2 separate regions of the Zea mays genome follow, and region 2 is linked to region 1. A link is a contact called in public Hi-C data. All regions are on one chromosome and are shown on one strand. The core of a region is the stretch at or near the end of the contact, and the rest is flanking DNA. Distances in the headings are between cores, read along the strand shown. Region 1 holds the start of LOC100217250 (ATP-dependent protease La (LON) domain protein). Region 2 holds the start of LOC100282336 (small nuclear ribonucleoprotein G).

What was found. A called contact is a pair of places that touch in the nucleus more often than the background predicts.
Region 2: a contact with region 1 is called in a Hi-C map of leaf, with 5 times the contacts expected there. The contact joins the promoter of LOC100282336 here to the promoter of LOC100217250 in region 1. A contact is called at or near these places in 2 of 25 Hi-C or Micro-C datasets (ear and leaf).

The regions. Positions count from the first base shown.
Region 1 is chr1:71,607,722-71,614,554 of Zm-B73-REFERENCE-NAM-5.0, reverse strand. LOC100217250 (ATP-dependent protease La (LON) domain protein) reads left to right here and starts at 3,307. Exons shown (of 2, transcript NM_001143605.2): 1 at 3,307-3,531; 2 at 4,906-6,176. The coding sequence starts at 4,919. The coding sequence ends at 5,845.
Region 2 is chr1:71,863,201-71,870,033 of Zm-B73-REFERENCE-NAM-5.0, reverse strand. It overlaps LOC100282336 (small nuclear ribonucleoprotein G), which reads right to left and starts at 3,409. Exons shown (of 4, transcript NM_001155248.1): 1 at 3,239-3,409; 2 at 3,116-3,138; 3 at 829-950; 4 at 489-755. The coding sequence starts at 3,273. The coding sequence ends at 693. It overlaps LOC103636217, which reads left to right and starts at 3,669. Exons shown (of 9, transcript NM_001347002.1): 1 at 3,669-3,938; 2 at 4,735-4,821; 3 at 4,906-4,964; 4 at 5,684-5,779; 5 at 5,988-6,068; 6 at 6,726-6,788. The coding sequence starts at 3,758.

The DNA.
Region 1 (6,833 bases), core at 2,058-4,557:
GCCACCACGATCTGGTCAAGGGAATGCCCCTCGATCCGAAATCCACGCTGGCCTGAGTCTTGCCTCCGGTACTGTCACTGGTAAATGGACTGCGTGCTCAATCCGTTCAACCCCGCCCGGTGTCGTGTTCACGGAACGCCGTACCGGTCGGAGCTCAACTGCCCGCGCGAATCGCGGTTCGGTAGGCAGTAGTTTCGGAACCGAGCTCCGCCGGGGATTTAAGCGCTGGTTGGGCTTGCTTTTTCCCCCTCCTGCCTACCCTTTGCAAAGCCATCAACACCACCGCGTGCAGAGAGGGAATTTGTGAGGCCCGCCGCCGCCGTGGGACTTCGATGCCAGCGTTCCGCACCACACCGTGTCCGACCTCGTCCCCATCTTCGCTTCTTGTAAGACCTCTTCCCTGCGGTTAGCTTTGGCTTGATATTTGTGTAGAGTGTTGTGAATCGGGGAGTAGTGCACCAGAGCCATGGATCGCCGCACTCCGGCGATAGCTCCGCCGTCGTTCACTGGTGCGCCGCCGTGTTCAGGCTGATGGATGAAGAATAGACGTGGAACCGTGGATCCACGGTTGGGCGGTCCAGATTAGTTCTAGCATACCGTCTAGGGCGTTGAACCTGTGACCGTAGATCTGATATCCTACGGCTCGAAGCAGATCGCGTTTTATTAAATTATAGCCATCAGATCTCGATCCTGTGGACCACAATCCCGTACCGATTCGGGGTCTGATCCGAGCCGTTGGATCTAATCCGAGTGGCTCAGGTTTCAGGATACCCCTTCGCCGAGCAAAAGTGCAAAAGAGCCCCTGGAGTATTAGGGAATAAACCCGCCGTCCTACCTTTCACAGCGGTGACCTCGGAAATAAATTCTGGAATTGCAGATCGGTCCTCCAAATTTTCAGAAAAATCCCTGGCATCTATTTTGGCATTAAAATTAATAATAAATGCAACTCAAACTTGTTTAATTCATATTTAATTCATCTTAGCTCCGAATTAATTTATTCCAGTTGCTATAAATTCATAATAGTATTGTTTATCATCTGGTAACCTTATTTTATTATGAAACAAAGGTATAATTTATGCACTCAATTTATTTTGTGTCCAACATTTAAATCTTTATAAAATCATAACTTGATAACCGTAACTCCGAATTTAGTGATTCTTGTTTCCACGATCTCGTAGCGCCGCGTAGAATATTATTACGTAGTTAATTCTATTGTTTGATGTGATGTTAATTTTGCCTATACACTGTTTGTCTGTATTGCTACGTTTAGCAGTGAGGACACGTGTCACCTGAAGATCATCCTGGTACCTGGAATCTCAAGTCCCAGGCAAGTTGTGCCCTTGATCACTTCTTTTACCCACTCATGTTCTAATTAATCATAATGATCTGCATAGGTTAATTTTGATGGGACCTAATAGGTTACCCTAGTTTGTCTATCTTTATGCCTTGTTTACCACTGAACTTTTTGGGTAGTACTTGCTAGTGCTATATGTGGTTTTGGGCATTGAGATACACATTATTCATGATTATACTTTTGTTAGCTGTTGTTATTTACTGTTCATGTCAAGATCATTAATGTTAATTGGAACATAGAGCTTAACTTGAGAAACACGTGCCACCACAAGGGTTTATGGACGCCCTTGGCTGATTAATTAGGAAAGCTAGTGGAGGACTACCTTACCCGAAAGGGGCAAGGGCAGTAGGGGAGTGGTCAGTGTAGGGAGGTCCTTGGTTGATTTTGCTGCGATGGCGGTCAGGCAAGAACCCTGCATTGGAGCTTCCCATAAACTGTAGCGGGTTTTCTGAAGCTAGTGGAACTTTGTAAAGGCCTCGTAGTGTTACCCTGCCTCGCCTCCTCGGTAGAGGTGTATGGGAAGTCGCGATCCCTTGGCAGATGGGTAACATGACTTGTGGGTAAAGGGTACCACCTCTGCAGAGTGTAAAACTGGTATACTAGCCGAGCTCACGGTCATGAGCAGCTCAGGACTCTCTGATGATTAATTTATGGAACTAAATTCAATTTGTCATATGCATTGCATCGCAGGTGATGTTGTTACTTTTGTTCTACTACTTAATTGGGTTTGGTATTTACTTATACTTACTAATTGCTAATAAAATTTTGACCAACTTTAAAAGCAATGCTCAGCTCTAACCATCCTCTTTGGTAAGCCTTACACTTCACGTGAACTCCCACCTTTGGTGAGTTCATGCACATTTGTCGGGGACCATAATTAGGGGTACCCTCAAGACGCCTAATTCTCAGCTGGTAACCCCCATCAGCATAAAGCTGCAAAGGCCTGATGGGTACGATTAAGTCAGGGATCAGTCCACACGAGTGACTCGATCACGCTTCACCCCGAGCCTAGCCTCGGCCAAGGGCAGCCGACCTCGAGAGACTTCCGTCTCGCCCGAGGCCCCCCTTTTTACGGCGGACACATCACCGGCTCGCCCGAGGCCTGCACGCCACCATAGATTGACAAGAGGAGTCCGAGGAGATGTATCGTCACGAGCAGGTCAACCGCTCAAATAGCTGTGTGCATATGTTTATAAAGTACATTTTTTCTAACAAATTGTAAAAGATAAGGAGGGTTCGACCAGATCTCAGCTGCGGCGAGCGTCATAGCTCGCCACTACATGCATCTACTTGTAGGTCCGCTTGTGTACGGTAGAGGTGGGTTGGTATGCGTTGTGATGTGAGTGTGTGCATAGTTGTACATAAACAGATACTTGTATGTAAGTGAGAGACAATAAAAAAAGTATATATGTTTTTTGCAGACGCTTTAATAAGTGAGAAGGAGTGGGGGGCAAAAAAGCGGTGAGCGATAGATAGTTGGAGTCGTCGTGTCTGTGATAGAAGATCGCTGTCTGGAAAACGGAATCCCGCTGCGAATAAAAGAAGTGATCGACCATTTGAAGCAACGAACAAAGGATCTTAGGGCGAACAAATTGGTTCATCTCTATAAATTATAACTATAGCAGTTTAAACTGCCAGTTTTTATCTGAACCGAACGGACAGACAGGTGTTCCAAACGCCACCACGGACCACGCCAGGCCGGCCGGCCGGCGCGCCAAGAGAGAGAGAGAGGTGGCCCAGGTGGGCGTGGCACCCTGTTTTAGTTTTCGCCGACGTTTTGTCACTGCCGCTACGCTAGGCGACAAGCAGAGATAAGATAACCCATCCAATCCTATCCTACTACGGTGGGGACCACCGCCAGCTGCTGCCCCCTCCGTACTTTGCTTGCGATTGGAGAATTTACTAGCATTTGGGATGTATAAAAGTGCGAGCCTCTATCTATCTACTAGTACTATAGATTATTATTATTATCATAGGGGTCGGATCCTCCTCTGCTCTTATCCACTCGCCTACTACCTCCTCTTTCTCCGCCCACCTCCACCCCCTTCCCTGCTCTCTCCCACTACTGCCCCCTTTCGCCGTCTCCCTTCTCCCATCCCTTCCGCCGTTTCTGCCTGCTGCGAACCCGGCGGCAACCGACCTCGATCGTCGCCGTTCGTCCGCCGACCACCGCCAAGGTAACAACACCAGCAACCCCTACCACATCTTCCCCACACCACCGCGTTAGTCCTTTCCTGTCGCCTGCGTGCTTCTGGCCTTCTGCCATGTCCCCGGCAAACCTCTCTGTTCGACAACGTAACTAAGCCACGTCTCAAAGACCCGCCATCCGCGCGCCTAGTTTTCCAGAGTCCTTTCTGTCGCCGCACATCCGGCATACCCGGAGTTACGAGGAGTACTAGCGGCAGTTTCCATCGATTTTTATTTATTTTTTTAGGATGATAAGCACACCAGACACTTATCTTTTTTTTTTTCCTTCCTTCTTTTTCTCTCAACACCAAGGGTTCTTACACATAAGAGCATCTCCAACAACGTGACCTATAAAAATGCCTTATAATTTAAAAATAAGTAAATTGTATAGAATTTAGGGCACCAATAAAACACCCCGCTCCAACAGTAAAGCCCCAAATCTACATTATAGGGCAGCTCACTACGGTGTAGTATATTTGAGGCACTTGAGAGGGTGCCCTATAGTTTTTTGACAAAATTTGTTGAATTGAGGCACTGTTGGAGTGATTTTTCCTGTGTAGAGCCCTATATTTCAATTTGAGGCACTAGTTTAAGGCATTGTTGGAGATGCTCTAAGTACAGACAGGCTTCCCAACAACTCTACAAACTTTCCATCTCAAACAAACCTTCTGCAATCATATGTGGATAGACATTTCATGGCCTTTTCCCATTTTTTTAGGCCCTCTTTGGAACCTAGATAGCTGTTTAAATTAGATCTTCCAAACACACTCAGCTAATACCTAGCTAATTGTTAGTCACCTCATAATTAGCAATTAGTTTATTAGCCGGTTCAACCTAAATAATAATTTGTTTGCTAGTTACTCTCTCCGTCCACAAGAATTAGTCCTTTAGATTTGTTCTAAATTAATCACTATTAACTTCGACCAGTTACACCGAATATTTCATAAGATTTTATAATACAAACATAACACAAAAGTAAAGGTACTAGATTTATCATGACTCGAACTATTATAATACATAATTATTATAGTTTAAAATATTTTAATCTTATATATATATATATATATATATATATATATATATATATTGTTGTTCAAATAGTGTGACTTAGAATAAATCTAAAACGACTAAATCATGTAGACGGAGAGATATATATTGTTGTTCAAATAGTTTGATTTAGAATAAATCTAAAACGACTAAATCATGTAGACGGAGAGAGTAACTAACATGACCTATCATGCAGCCGCTTCATTAGAGGCCATAATATAACCGCCCTTTAATCTTTCCTCTCTGTCACAGTGTCACTAACTCTTTCACTAAACTCTTATACGCCGTATGCATCTCTCTTGTTTTGTTCTGCGCAGAGGCAGAGTTGATATGGCCCTCAAGACCCCGCACCTCCCATCCAATTTCGCGAGGCGGCCAAGCAGCCACCACAGCTTCAGCCAGTGGCACTCGCCTCCGCACCACCCAAAGCTTCCTCCAAGGCCCGACCCGCAGACAAGAGTTGCCATTGCCACGAAGCCGCCGCCGCCGCCGCATGTCGTCCGCAAGAGGAGCACGACGTCGACGTTGATGAGGTGCAGGGACGGCCTAGGCCTACACGGCTTCACGGACGACGAGGCTGTTCATCAGACCCCGGAACCGGAAGACCACCAGACCACCGAGCTCCCCGTCGTGACGCACCCGTCGGTCGTCTTCCCCGGCGCCACGCTGCAGCTGCACGCGTTCGAGTTCCGGAGCCGCATCATGGCGCACACCCTGCTGCAGCAGGGCCTCAGCTTCGGGGTCGTCTGCCGCGGGGGGGTAGCGGACGTGGGGTGCGTCGTGCACGTCGTGGAGTGCGAGAGGCTCACCGACGGCCGCTTCTTCCTCACCTGCGTGGGCAGGGACCGGTTCCGGGTCGTCGAGACCGTCAGGACGAAGCCCTACGCGGTCGCACGGGTCCAGGTCTTTCGGGACCGTGACCACAGCCACCACCACCACCACCACGACCTGATGCAGCAGGTGGAGCGGCACCTCGGGAACGTGGCCGCGCTCGCGGACAAGCTGGGCCAGAAGCCGCCGCCGCCGCTGCCGTACCGCCAGGGCGACCGGCGGCTGCACACCGCCGCCTCGCTCTCGTTCCTCGTCGCGCGCCTGTTCGTCGACGACCGCCGGGAGCAGCAGGCGCTGCTGCGGATGGACGACGCCGCGCAGCGGCTGGCGCGGGAGGGGGAGTACCTGGAGCGCAGGAGCAAGTACCTGGCGGCCTTGGCGGCGATCAAGGACGCGTTCCAGCACTCGTCCTGCAACGAGAAGTAGATCGCGGACCTGTACATTTTCAAGGGTAGAAGAACTGTACAAGTTCCCTGGTGAGGTCTGACCGTCTGTTAATACCTAAGGGTTTGATTAGTGAGTTGGTCTGTTTTTGTATGTTGGTTTAGTCCTTGGTGTTTCCTGGAAAAGATTGGGACGATGATCTAAAGCTCTAAAAAAATAATAAGAAGGGCAATAAGCAACCAGACTATATGCTTGCTGTTGGTATTGCTTCAGCTACGACCAGCTCCTGCTGCTGCCTGTACATTCTTGCATGGCCTTTCTGTGCTGCCACTTCTGCTGCTATTTCTAATAAACTGATGTACTCATTCGTGTGTATATATGCTATTTCTAGATGTATGTTTCAGAGTTTACATTGGGCTGATACAGCACTGCTGGAGGCACTCCCAACAACCTCAGCATTATCAGTATACGCAGACTCCAAAGTTTAACATAAAAGCGCATAACATTTTTATAGCAATCAACGCTTCCTTTCAAAAAAAATTTTTATAGCAATCAACTCAAAGGCTTAGATTACCACACCCTATGCCTGGAACTGGAAGAAACACGAGATTTTACATTTTATTTACATGGCAAGCACTGCTGATTCTGCAAGGGCTTCAGATGCAACTAGAAAACCTGGGCGCGGCGCGGCGTGGCTTGCGCCAACAACCAGTAGTGGTGTGGGTCTACGAGATTCACAATTTGCCGGAGGAACGTTGTAAAAGGTGTCGTCATATCATATAATGACTCAGCTGCTCTGATCAATTGAAAAAGGAAATTATGGCCATGTTTTTTTCTTCTTCTTCTCTCTCTCTCTTCCAAATGGAACGAAATTAGCGCCAAGCAAAAGCCATTGAATGAAAGTATGAAACGAGAGCATCTTTCTGCAGGCACGAACGAACTTAAGCCTGCTGTCCATTGCTTTACAATAAACGAATACATCAGCTGGTGCAGTCCGAAAACAGATGAACACAGACCAATGCAAGAATAA
Region 2 (6,833 bases), core at 2,160-4,659, 260 kb before region 1:
TTAGATTATTTATCCTTCTTACAACATAAACAGTCATGTCTTAGGAGGGGGAGGTCATGAGTTTAAATCCCTGCAGATGCTTATTTTTGCTAGACGCACGAAGAAACTACCACTGAAATACAGTAGAGATTCGGTGTTCATTTTTTTTACTAAAAACCATTGTAAAAAACTAAAACAACACTCATCAGTTTTTTTATAAACTACTGGTCTTGATGTCTATAAAACCGAAGTTTTTTTAACAAAAAACCAAACAAATTCTTTTAAAAAACAAATGACCAGAACTACGATTTCATTTCAGGTCCAGACTCCCCGAGGCAAATCCACCCTGGGGCGATCCGTAATGCAGGATCCCACAAATCAAATGTGCCTCACAAGTCACAAGGCAACGGGCACTGTACAACATTAAAAGACATGACTCATTGCCAGTGTTAGCACCGTAAGACAGTAAATGTAGTCACCGTTGAACCAGGAGCATGCGTTAGATCATGTAATTTAAGAGCTCGATGAGCATGCGTTAGATCATGTAATTTAAGAGCTCGATGATTGTATAGCTACAAGCATCCCATAGAAAAAGGGATAGACATTCCACCTCCGAAGTTATGTTGCTGTGCAAAAGCATTAGTCAAATACAACAGGGTCCACTGATATCTTTTACATCAGTTTTCACGCTGCTAGTGCTAAAGAACAATGATTCACTGTGACCTCGCAACTGGCTCCAGTGCCTCGATCATTACAACACTGTTTCCCCTGATAACCTGAGGATAATAGTAGGCTGTCAGCATGTTACTAAGCAAGTACCAAATAACCTTTCAGTAGAAGAAAACTTACCACCATTCCAATATCTGTTTTGTCATTTCCATTGACCTCCACAGTGTTGTCCACCACCAGATTCATGAACTGGTCGAACCCACGAAGTGTGCCGATAACAACACGGTTTGCATTCATCTTAACTGAAGAAATGGACAAACAACGCACACATAAGCCACTTATAATTTCAATGGCAAAATATTAATCTAATGTAGCATCTCCAAGATAAAAAAATAAATAAAATGTCAAAACAGGACATTATTGCATCAATACACATAGAAAAATACAGAAAACAATGAAAGCATGAGCCTCACTGCTTGACTCAAGTAATACACTTTGGACTTTAAAAACTTTCAAAAAAAATCATGTAGAGAAAAACAAGGAAGCCTTTGTGGCTGTATATACAGTGAGACCTCAGAGATGCCATTATAAATATAGACCAAGCCTCTAGTGGGTAACAGCTTTTTTTAGGAGTTCCAACAAATTTTATAGCAAAAATATTACTAATTATGACACATAATCAAATAGATACAACATAAAACATATTTTCATATTTTTTTGTTGTGACATGTTGGGGGCTTTCGGCTTCCGAAGGTCCTCAAAAACAGGATTTAACAGTGTTTCTGGAGTATAATGTGTGAACAGGTATCTTCGGACTCGAGTCGATATCACAGTAGGAGAAGCCCAAAATAATACGAAGGTTGATACAACGCCGAAGATGTGAGCAGTAAAGCTTCGACGTGGTAGCAGAAAAGGAAACCGACTTAGATGAAAAGACTATTCAGACCTCGGTGGATTACTATAGAATTACTACCAAATGTAAAGGGCATTAATGTAATTTTATATGTGCTGTGTCCCATGCCTATAAATAGGTGAACAGTACCCCCGTACTGTTCACGCTGACTTGGCATTTGCTTTTGCGTTGCACTGGTACTTACGTCTCCTTTCAAGTCGAAATTACATTTGTAACTTGATATCATTTTTATTTCTTCATAATAATAATGCAAAAATAAGTTGATAATAATATATAATTGTCTATGTTGTCCTTCATATTTCATATGGTTCATTCTTCATCATCGTATGTTGTGTTTATGAAGGTGCGCCCTACATAACCTTCGTCCGAAAATCATTGTATCCTAAGGGAAATAATGCTTCGAAGGACGAAGTACTCTACCGTTTAACATTTTCTGTGTTGCCTTTTTCTTAACTCATAGCATCTGAGAACAAGTCCCCAACATGACATATGGTATTACTTTATATAAGATTGCCCAAGCTTAATAAATAATGACTTGGGACTTTTCTAGAAGTTGACTTATTAAGGGAATGACGACTTGTACTAGACTTAAAATGTGTTGAGGGCATAATTTATGTAACAAGTAATTATCACATTTAATACTAGGGACGACTTCCCAATAGATGTAATTTGATGCCAGCTTTTTTTTGGGTCAATAGCATTTCTTGTGTGTCAAATTCCCCAGCATTTACAAATGACAACAATCTGGCCCCTCAAAAATCAGACTGATTTACACAAGTGAATTCGAAAAGATTGATATGGCACCCTATCAGAGTAACTATGACAAAAAAAGCCTCATTTGGAAATTAATCCATAGCTTTTCGAAAATTATCATCATGTAGGGCAGCCATAGCCAAACAGGTTATGGACAGAATAGATTTTGCCATTTTGGATTATCAGAGCAACTACAAAAATGAGAAACGATGACAGAAGATCAGATAGAGTAGTCACCACACTATCATAGGGAAGGCTACAACACCAAATGAACCATCGATAGATGGGGTGTCGCTGTGACTATTATCAGGAAGCAAAAATGTAGATGAATGCACTATCAGAGTAACTATGACATGAAGCCTCATCTGGAGATAAATCCATAGACTTCAAATTATGTTCATCATTTAGAGGATTTCAAATACCAAGATCACAAACAGAGATACAATGTTCGCGCATGGTCAGGCTGAAGAAGAAACTGGAACCAAAAAGGATGTTCAAATTGCCGAAAAAAATGGAAACATTTATTTTGGCGCAAAAGCAATCGATGCAAGTTGACAACAGGAGAAAGAGCTAACAAGCAAAAGCGCAGCTAGTGAGAAATATGGTTCGTCCATGGACTGAAAGCTGGGTGATGCCCTAATCATCACTGCCCGCCCTAGTCAGCACTGGGATCATATCCCTAAGACTAAACATACTGGTGACACACATGCATGTTTCACCCTTTAAAACTAAAGAAAAATTTTCTGAACTGCAAATGAACTATTGGGGCTTGGATTGTAGAATCGAGAGAATATCACTTACTCTGAAGCTTCTTGTCCATGTACCTGCGACGCCAAAGGAAACAAACCCAAATCAGCTCAACGGAACCAATCAAACCGGATTCTAATATGAAGGGGGAGACAGATAGAGATGCGGGCGCTTTACTTCTTGAGATCCGGAGGCTGCCCCGAGCGGCTCATGGTGACGGCTACCTAGCCTCGAACGCGAGAGAGGAAAGGATTTGCGAGCTCCGAACGCCTTATACACGAGACGAAACCCTAACACAACAAACAGATAGCGGCCGAGGAGGCGAGTCTGATGGAGCAGTCCAGCTTTAAATGGGACAAGCCGCCGCCGCCGCCTCAAAACCCTAGCTCGATGGAGACATTGAGGGAGGCCACAGCCTGCAGGTAGGTTCGTTCGACTAGTCATGGGCCGCGAACCATCTACTGCAATTTGCAGCCCATGAGAGACGATCGGGCTCTCCAAGTGGGCATGGTGCAGGGTAGCTGGGCTCCCTGGGCTCCAACAAGGAACGAGGCCCATCTATAATGACGGTTAGACAAAGAAGTGGCGCAGCGGCACTAGGCCATCCGTTGAAGCGTTATCCCGCAGCGGGCAACCACGGTCACGTACGCGAAATCTCTCTCTCTCGTGGTCGTGCGCTTCCTTCCCGAGACTCCAATGCCCCTGCCTCCCCTGCTCCCGCGCCTTTACCCCACGCCGCCTCCACTTCGCGCCGGGGACAGGGGTAACGCCGTCCCTCTCTCTCCTGGAAGAAGAAGGCCGGCGCTTCTCGCTGTCGTCCGCGCAAAGAGAAAGGACGAGGCAAGCTTCACCGACCGCATCCTTGACTACATCGAGGGTATGTGTCTCGAGTCTCAACAGGGTTAGAAGCTGACTCGCTGCGGTAGAGCCGATGTCCGTTTCGTGGTACCTGAACATGTCCCTGAAGAGGGAAATGAGTTTCGGGTCTTAGCCCTCTTAGGTACTCGGATCAGTGCATCCCTATGTCAGTAGGCAGTAGCAACAACTAAAGAAAAAAAAAACATCTTTTCTGTGGTTGTTTATCTTATTATCTAAGCGAACTTAGAGCTCTTGTGCTCGTATGAGCACTTTAAATCTGGTGCCTTCATTTTTCGTCTAAGTGTGAATGTGGTTGTTTATCTTATTATCTAGGGAAATTTGGATCCATACCATTAAAAGATCACCACTTTGGATCCATACTATTACTATCTCACTTACATGTGGGTCCACATGAGTCAATGACATGTGGGGTCCATGGTATATATCTAAAGTTTGGATCTTTTAATGGTATAGATCCAATTGTTCCTATTATCTAAGCATTTTCTGTGCTCATGGAGCTCTTGTGCTCGTATGAGCACTTTAAATCTGGTACCTTCATTTCTCATCAAAGTGTGAATAGATATTTCCTAGTTTCTTCTGTGTGCCACTGCTGCCCTTACCCCTGGATGAGAAATGAATGCACCAGATTTAAAGTGCTCATATAAGCACAAGAGCTCCATGAGCATATGATATGTTCCCATTATCTAATTGGATACTGGCTACCCTTGTCATTTGTCAATGTGGCAGAGTGAGCCAGGACTACTAGCTAACCTAGCAGGCCCTGACCCTGAGTTGTTCGTTTCAAATCTTGCTAGGAGGGCCAAAGTTAAGGAGATGGTATGGAGCACCCGATTTGCTTCCCAAGGATGGGGCTGCGGAGGATGAGGAGGACGAGTCTCAAGGTACATAGAGAAAGCACTCTGTAAATTTGAACTCCTTGGCGGCTGTGTCTTCTTATTTGTTGGCAGATCTGGGGTGACAAATAGATATTGAGGAGTCTCGGGACGCTGTGCTAGTCACCAATGGCGACAGTGAGATTGGACAGGTGTCCTTTCATCTCCATGTTTCCTTATTCCTTCTGCCGTGGAAGTGCCATTGTACAGACTTTATTAGAATAGAGTAGTCCCTAAACTTATAACGTTGTATTATCCCGGTATCTAAACTCATAAAGTGCACGTTGAGGTCTCTAAACTTGTTAAGTTGTATCATCCCAGTCTCTAAACTCTTAATATGCACATTATGGTCTCTATAATTATATGTTGTGCCATCTGGGTATATAAACTTATTTTTTGTGTCATCACATGTTCATAAACTCTTAACTTGTTTTTAATCACATTAAAAATAATTTTAGAGAAACAGATACCACAATCATACAAGTATAAAAACTGAAATATGCATGTTAAGAATTGAAGGACCGGTATGATACAATTTCACAAGTTTAGGGATCTGAATGTACACTTTGGGAGTTTAGTGACCATGATGATACAATGCTACAAGTTTAGGGACCGGTAACGTACTTTACTCAATGTGGTAATTTGTGTGTCTTCATTTTGTTTCTCCCCGTAATCTGAACTGCACACTATATTCTAGAAAAGAATAATCCAGTCTAACACAACCAGTTGTTTGAGCATAAAGTCCTCGCTAAGGAAACAACTAAAGGTTCAGTTCACCCAACAACAAAAAAGAATGAACTTTTATTAGTATACCTTAGCTACAAACACTTGTAAGGGCAAACGATTCAAGTTGGTTTCCTTGTATTTTCAGATGGTGATATTAGCACTAATTCTGAAAAGGGCTAGAACAAAAGCACTTGTTAAGGATAAACGAACCACTGAAGAAGCTTTTGGAACTTATGTGGAGGTGACACTTCAATTTTTTACTGTATTCCACTATTCTATATGTTTCTCAGATGTTGCAACATTCTGCGTTACTGCTATCTTTTAGATCTGAAATTACCAATAAAAGAAACAATGCATGTATTTTTTTTACGGTTCCATCTTGTACAGTAATATTTTGTTGATAAGTACAGCGAGTATCACTCAAATAATCTCATTTTGGTTTATTATAGTGCATGGTTGGTGATATCGGAGATAAGTCCTTCACAAAGAGAGCACTAAGGGGCGTTCGTGCTATAATTTGTCCAGCTGATGTATGTTAAAACTTTGAGGTTTCTATTCATATATTAGCTACTCCCAAAGCATGAGGTGTACTTGTGTTCAACATAAAGCATGGGGCGTACTATTTGCCCAAAAAATAATCATTAGGTGTACTGTTTTATTATCTGTACAATTGTTGATTGTTTGACACTTTTTGGAGGCCCTCTAGCTGATGGCCTGATGTTTAGGGCATTACTTAATTTTTATGTATAAAACAATAACTAACAGATTTAGTTGAGTCCCTCCTTTTGACTTTCATGTAAAGAGCTCTTTCTATTAGGAAACTTTAGAATTTCATGGTATGAATCAACTAGATATTACTGCCTCCATTCCAAATGTAGGACAGTAGGACATTTTGTCTTTTCTAGATATATTGATTTATATGCATATAGACATAATGTATATGTAAGTGCATAGCAAAAGCTATGATTCTAGAAAAGTCAAATAGCCTTGTAATTTGAAATGAAGAGAGTATTAATTTAGTATTATCCATATGTGCCACATATTTGGAACTACTTATGGGTACATTATGTTCATCTTAATCTTGAGAAAGATATGTGATGTGTTAGTTAGTTATGTACTTATATGAGAACGTAAATGCCATTCCTCTTTAATTGCATGATTTACCTTTGAACTTGATATGTTTACAGGATGGTTTTTTCTCTGAACCGATCGACCTCAAGGGTGTTCAACACATTGTTCTGCTATCACAGGTTTGCAATGCTCTTGTAATTCCTTATTATCCAGCTAGCTCTAGC